Linked DNA regions of Danio rerio: region 1 is linked to region 2. The links are chromatin contacts, called in public Hi-C maps. All regions are on one chromosome and are shown on one strand. The core of a region is the stretch at or near the end of the contact, and the rest is flanking DNA. Distances in the headings are between cores, read along the strand shown. Region 1 has its middle 87 kb from the start of meox2b. Region 2 has its middle 29 kb from the start of meox2b.

Evidence for each region. Hi-C and Micro-C count contacts between places; a contact is called where the count stands out from the background.
Region 1: a Hi-C map of an unstated tissue shows a contact between it and region 2, with 3 times the contacts expected there. The contact joins two enhancer-like sites. A contact is called at or near these places in 2 of 18 Hi-C or Micro-C datasets (caudal fin and an unstated tissue).

Annotation. Positions count from the first base shown.
Region 1 is chr19:33,678,854-33,681,874 of GRCz12tu, forward strand. No RefSeq gene overlaps it. Among named protein-coding and RNA genes, the nearest start is that of meox2b, 87 kb to the left of the region's middle. Within about 2 kb of position 1,493, at least 3 of the 62 cell types and tissues checked have an H3K27ac peak or open chromatin away from gene starts, as enhancers often do.
Region 2 is chr19:33,562,684-33,565,925 of GRCz12tu, forward strand. It overlaps a transcript of meox2b not described here. Among named protein-coding and RNA genes, the nearest start is that of meox2b, 29 kb to the right of the region's middle. Within about 2 kb of position 1,953, at least 6 of the 62 cell types and tissues checked have an H3K27ac peak or open chromatin away from gene starts, as enhancers often do.

The DNA.
Region 1 (3,021 bases), core at 243-2,742, 120 kb after region 2:
GGCTGAAATAACTCTGGCCATAGACGTTCTTGTAAATCATGTCATATTGATACCAGTATAAGGAGTAAAAGGTAATGCATTCACTTTAAAACATGCTCAATGCATGTCGCTGGTTCATTCTTGGCCTGTAACACTTGTAAATATAAAATGACAAGTGCTTCTGTGTAATAAAAGAATGCTAATGTGCCATTTGAGGCAATATTACTCTAATTCATAATGCAGCTATTATTTTGTGCAGTTCCTTTTTTGCCATTAGCAAAAACCTTCTTAAGTGTAAATTCATTACATTTTAATCAGCATGTCTTTATAAAAGGAGCTAGTCGCCTGTGGCTTTAATATTTATGATATGTTTAGCTAGGAATTAAATTACATTTGTTAAATCCCGCTGCAATATGTTTTTAAATATGGTTGAAGTCAAAATTAAAAGCCCCCTATTTATTTTTCCCCAATTTCTGTGAAAGAAGATTTTTTTAAACACATTTCTAAACATGATAGTTTTAATAACTCATTTCTAATAACTGATTTATTTTATCTTTGCCATGATGACAGTAAATAATATTTGACTAGATATTTTTCAAGTCACTTTTATACAGCTTAAAGTGACATTTAAAGACTTAACTAGGTTAATTAGGTTAACTAGGCAGGTTAGTGTGATTAGGCAAGTTAATGTATAACAATGGTTTGTTTTGTAGACTATCTGAAAAAAATATTGCTTAAAAGGGGCTAATAATATTGACCTTAAAATCTTTTTTAAAAATTAAAAACTGCTTTTATTCTAGCTGAAAAAAAACAAATAAGGCTTTCTCTAGAAGAAAAATATTATCAGACATACTGAAAATTTCCTTGCTCTGTTAAACATCATAGGAAATATTAAAAAAAAAGAAAAAAATCAAAGGGCGGCTAATAATTCTGACTTTAACTGTATTTAAAATATAAAGTCAAGCCCAAAATTATACATTAATTTGAGCTTCACTGTATGTCCCTGCTTTTTCTTTTGGTTATGTAGTGAGTATGCATTAATTGAAACACTATAAGTATTTTTTTCAAGGTTAGTTTACAATGTGCTGTTAAAGTGTGATTTTTTTTTACAGTCATTTTTATAGTGCAGGTGTCTGTCAGATTTGTCAGTGTGAATGGTTATACTCCTTTTGCACCCAAATATATATATATATATATATATATATATATATATATATATATATATATATATATATATATATATATATATATATATATATATATATATATATATATATATATATATAAACACCTCTCCACTAGATGATTCACAGTGTCAAACATTATATTTAGAGGAGAATTATTGCTTTGGGTAAAAAAAAAATCCTTCCAAGTTGTACTAAAGCACCTTATGTCCAGCAGACGGTTCTGCCCCTCAACGAGACAGGACTTAAATTTTGTAGAGAGGAGCTGAGATCCCTATTATGAGCTCTGAAGGAGTCTTAATGACCACAGGGATACAGTCAGACCCGCGTCTGCTCTTCCAACCCAGACAATAAGCCTTTATTGTTACTGAGGGTTGCATAAGTGCACTCTTTCACTGGGTGTGTGTTGAAGTGTCTGCTTTTGCCGTTTACTTCAGGGCCCAGGGATTGAGTTAAAATTTACAACCTCAGGGTTTATCTCGCAGGATATTTTTCATCAAAATAATCATAACTTGTGGAGCCAAGCGGGTTTGTTATGTTTAATTTATGACTTCCCGCTGATTTGGAGGCAGAGCTGTTTAGTTGTAATATTATCAATAAGAGTGAGTTCATTCTTCTGCTCCTATAACTGATCTCCTGGGTCGAATGTTTTCTCGCTATTATGTTGAGTTCATTTTATGCTACGTTTAAAAAGAAAAATAGTCAGACAACTTACGTTAAGGATTGTTGGAATGCAACCAAATTGAAAATCTACACATCTCTTTGGATTTGGGTTTAATTTTGGAACAGTTATATTTGGTGCACTTTTGAAGAAACAGTATGGCCCCTTTGCTTTTATGTTGAATTGATTTTTTCAGGCCTTTGACTTTACGTCTGCTTTGTGTGGTTTCTAAGAAAAACCACATCTTTTGTATTTTGCCATGCTGTTGATACTGTATGTTCCTTTTCCCCTCTAAGGATCCTCTCTGAGTCTCTTGGGATTGTAAGTTGGTGGTCTGTGGAAAGTATTTATGCGGTAGCATTGCCTATTTCCTGTCTGATTTAGAAATTCATCAATCACCAGGAGTTTCCAGTCAACATGGATCTGCGTTTAGGATGCATGACTATTGCATATGCTTAGAGGGCTTTATGGCTTTTTGGTGGTCTTGGACATAAATTATACATTCCTAAAGTTTTGTGGCAGCATGCTATGAAAAGATACATATGTAAAGTAATTGCGCCCATATTATTTATGTGACATCATAGCAGCAGTTCTCCGCTGTTGCAGCATTAAGGTAATTGAAAAAGAGGCACAGCCTTTTCGAAAGAGCTGAAGTGATTTTCCAGTCTAATCCTCTTTAGATGAAACAGTATCATATTTGGCATTAAATGACGTTTGAGCTCATTTCAGCGGTCACGTTTATTTTGACAAAACTTAATGAGGGATAGTTTTATTGGTCACAAACATGGCCGACAGGTGTATGTTTCCTTATACCAACACAGATGTTTGTCACTAATGAAAATGGATTTGAAATGAAACAGAGAAGGTGCTTGGTATTACTTGGTTCAGATCATAGGCTTGCAGAAAATTGCTAGAAAATGTTGCTTTGCAGCTTTACGACCTGCAGGATGTAGTAGAAGAGTGAAATTAATACAATTATTTGTTTCTGTATCTGTATTTAGATAGAACTAGGTAGGCATGGGTTGAGTTATTTTTCTATTTGGCTTGATAATAATAATAATAATAAATTGATTAATAAAACTCATATTAGAACAATCATATGAGCTAGCTCTCTCCAACTCTCACATGGTTGCCTACTGAAGCTAAGCAGGGCGGTGCCCGCTCAGTACCTGGATAGGAGACCAGATGGGAAAGCTA
Region 2 (3,242 bases), core at 703-3,202:
TAGGCACTTTATATTCTCTATTCATAATATATGAATTTGCACTGAAATTCTTAAAAACTAAATGTGTATAAAGAAATATATGAATTGTTTAATTATATTAATTTATTAAACTACATTTTAGTAAATAACATGATTATATTACATTTTGACATTCACTCAACTGATACATAATTCATTTAATAAAGAGATGAAATTATAATAAAATACGATTCAACAACCTTTACGTATGTGTATATGTATCTGTCCTTTTCGATGGACATCAGGTCAGAACAGTTGTACTTCCCAAAAATTATGCCAACACAAAATACACACACACACACACACACACACACACACACACACATGATTGCTGGTAATCTTGAAATTTATTTTCAAAATCACAAACATTTAAGTTTCTAACATTTTTACTTTAATTTTAGGGTTTTGGTTTTATATAGAGTGTTTATAACAAACTTTCTTTATCTTCCTTGTCGCTCCACATAATGTCCACATCTGAGATATTTCCATCTGCTATATGCTCAAGAACTTCAAGATCTGTATATTTTGCGTATGAAACTTTTTCAGCAAAGAATTAGTACATTCAGTTCAAGCAGCATTACTGAAGATTTACTTTCAGTAACAGATTTTGAACCTATTGTACATTCTAATGGACAGACATATTTGACATACCAATAAACCGGAATCAAAACATTGTAAACGTGGCTTGCGTTTGTGTCTGGAATGAAGGGATGCCATGTTGGTTTTCAGTGTTCAGTTGTTGTTGTTTTTTTCCAAAATACAACATGCCGAGCCTGACTGCCATTTGATTGGATGACAATCGTCCACTCTTATGGACTGCAGGCTTTAAATTAGATGAAATGCTCAGGAACCATAGAAAACATGAGCTGTCATGCGATGTTCATTGTAATGGACACAGGGTCCGATTATTATGTGATTTATTATTCATGAATGCATTTGTTCTTATCCGTTTAACATTTGTATCTTTATTTAGATTTTCTATCAAATATTTCTATACATTTTTGTTCACTTTCAACTTTGCATATAAGCAATTTCTGTAGATAAGAATTTTTTAATGGTTAATTTTTGTTTTAAACGTCCCCATTAATATTCTGAAGAGTTATGAGTCACAACAGACCAACTCCAATGGTTCATTAGCAAATATAGTTCATTTAGAAAAATAAGCAGCAAATTTACAACATCAACCATATAATCCATATAAAGCAAGTAAGTAGTGAAATGAAGAATTCTTTGATATTTTACTGTGACTGCACCTTAAAATTGAGACAGATCTGCTGTAAAACACCTTTTATTTTGTATTATATAATTTCATCTGTCCCACATCCACCTTTCTAACCCATCTCATGGTGAATTATACTGCCAATTATACCCGCAAACCTGACCTTGGCCAAGTTACTAGATTATGATCCACAGTATCGCTCTAACTGCCGGTCCGCAGTGTTGACTAATGGCAGGTTGACCTTGTGGTGCCAATGGGCATCTGGTCAAGGCTGTGTGCTTTACCACAGATGTCTGGGATGGGAAGTGTGCAATAAATCTATAGGCTCAAAATTAGTTCAGTGAAATGCCAACCTACTGCTCTGTTTGGTTGGGCCCATTTTTTTTCTAACCGACGCTGATGTCATATCCTGGTTTGAGGTACATTTGGATATATGAATTTGGCTTCTCTATGTGTGTGTGTGTGTGTGTGTGTGTGTGTGTGTGTGTGTGTGTGTGTGTGTGTGTGTGTGTGTGTGTGTGTGTGTGTGTGTGTGTGTGTGTTTGTGTGTGTGTGTTTGTGTGTGTGTGTGTGTATGGCCAGGTCTAATTACAGACTGGGTAAAGAGGCCCGTTGAGGGACATAAGTAAGCTTCTAGTAGGCCTAAGGTCTCCCAGATTTACCACAGCATGAAAAGTGAGAAATAGACAGTGAGAGAGTGAGAGAGACGAGCCAAGAGAGAAAGCTGAGGAGAAATTTAAGGACTTGTGGGCGGAAAAAGGAGGAGTGTATCAGTGTCTTTATGTGTGAATCTATTCTGATCTTGTCACAGGATTCAGCACCACTGAATCAGGTTTTCTGAAACATGTCAGTATTTAAAAAATTGTTTTCACATGAAATATATATATTTTTTTGTGATATTTGTGTATACACTCTCAGAAAAAAATGGTACAATGTTGCACCAAAGAATGTACAAACCCTTGTCACTGGGGCAGTACCTTTTTTTGGAACAGAATTGCACTTTAAGACGAAGAAATAAATTTGTAACTTTGCAGTTTGTACCTTTTAAGGACATGATTTGTACTATGGGAAACCAAAATGTACCTTTGGTTTTTAAAACCTGCAGATACAATATTGTACCTTTTATCAAAGGTACAAATCTGATCCATAAAGGTACCACTGTGACAGGACACTTTGTACTTTTACAGTGTCAAATGTGTTTCTTCAAGAACTATTCAAAGGCATTTTGCTACATCCAAAATGTGTCAATTTATTTTCAGCAAATTTAAAGTTTCTTTAATTTACAATTAAAAATAAAAACAAATAATAAAAAATGTTCTCCCATTTTCTCACAATATCTTTATAATCACTCAAATATTCATTCAAATTGCTTAATTAAAAAAAAAATAGAATTATGCAAAAGTCTTGTAACGAGTTATGCACAATGTCTGATTAGCTTTACAATACTAAAATTTCTGCATATGTGGGACTTTTGCCAGCTCCCATGTTTTAATATGAAAATTATTCGTAAAATCACTTAATCCAGTCATATTTATTTTCATGGTATTGTAACAAAGAAGGAGTTGTTGATGTACCTTTTATATGAGAACAATTGTGTACCTCCATTTCAGTTGTACCGAAAAAGGTACAGAACAGTATCATAAGAGGCCTTTTAATAATTTAATATAATAAGGTACAATTTTTACAAAGGTACAAAACTGTTCTTAAAGGAACACTTTTTGTACCACTGTGAACCTTTTTTTCTGAGAGTGTTTACAGTTGAAGTCAAATTTATTATTATTATTATTATTTTCAAATATTTCCCATATGATGTTTAACAGAGCAGAAGGAAATTATTTCTATAATACTTATGTTTTAATTTGGCTAGAATAAAAACAGTATTTAATTTTTAAACGATTTTAAGTTTAGTATTATTATTTTTTTGATAGTCTACAGAACAAACTATCGTTATACAATGATTTGCCTAATTATCCTAACTTGCCTCGTTAATCTAATTAAGCCTGTA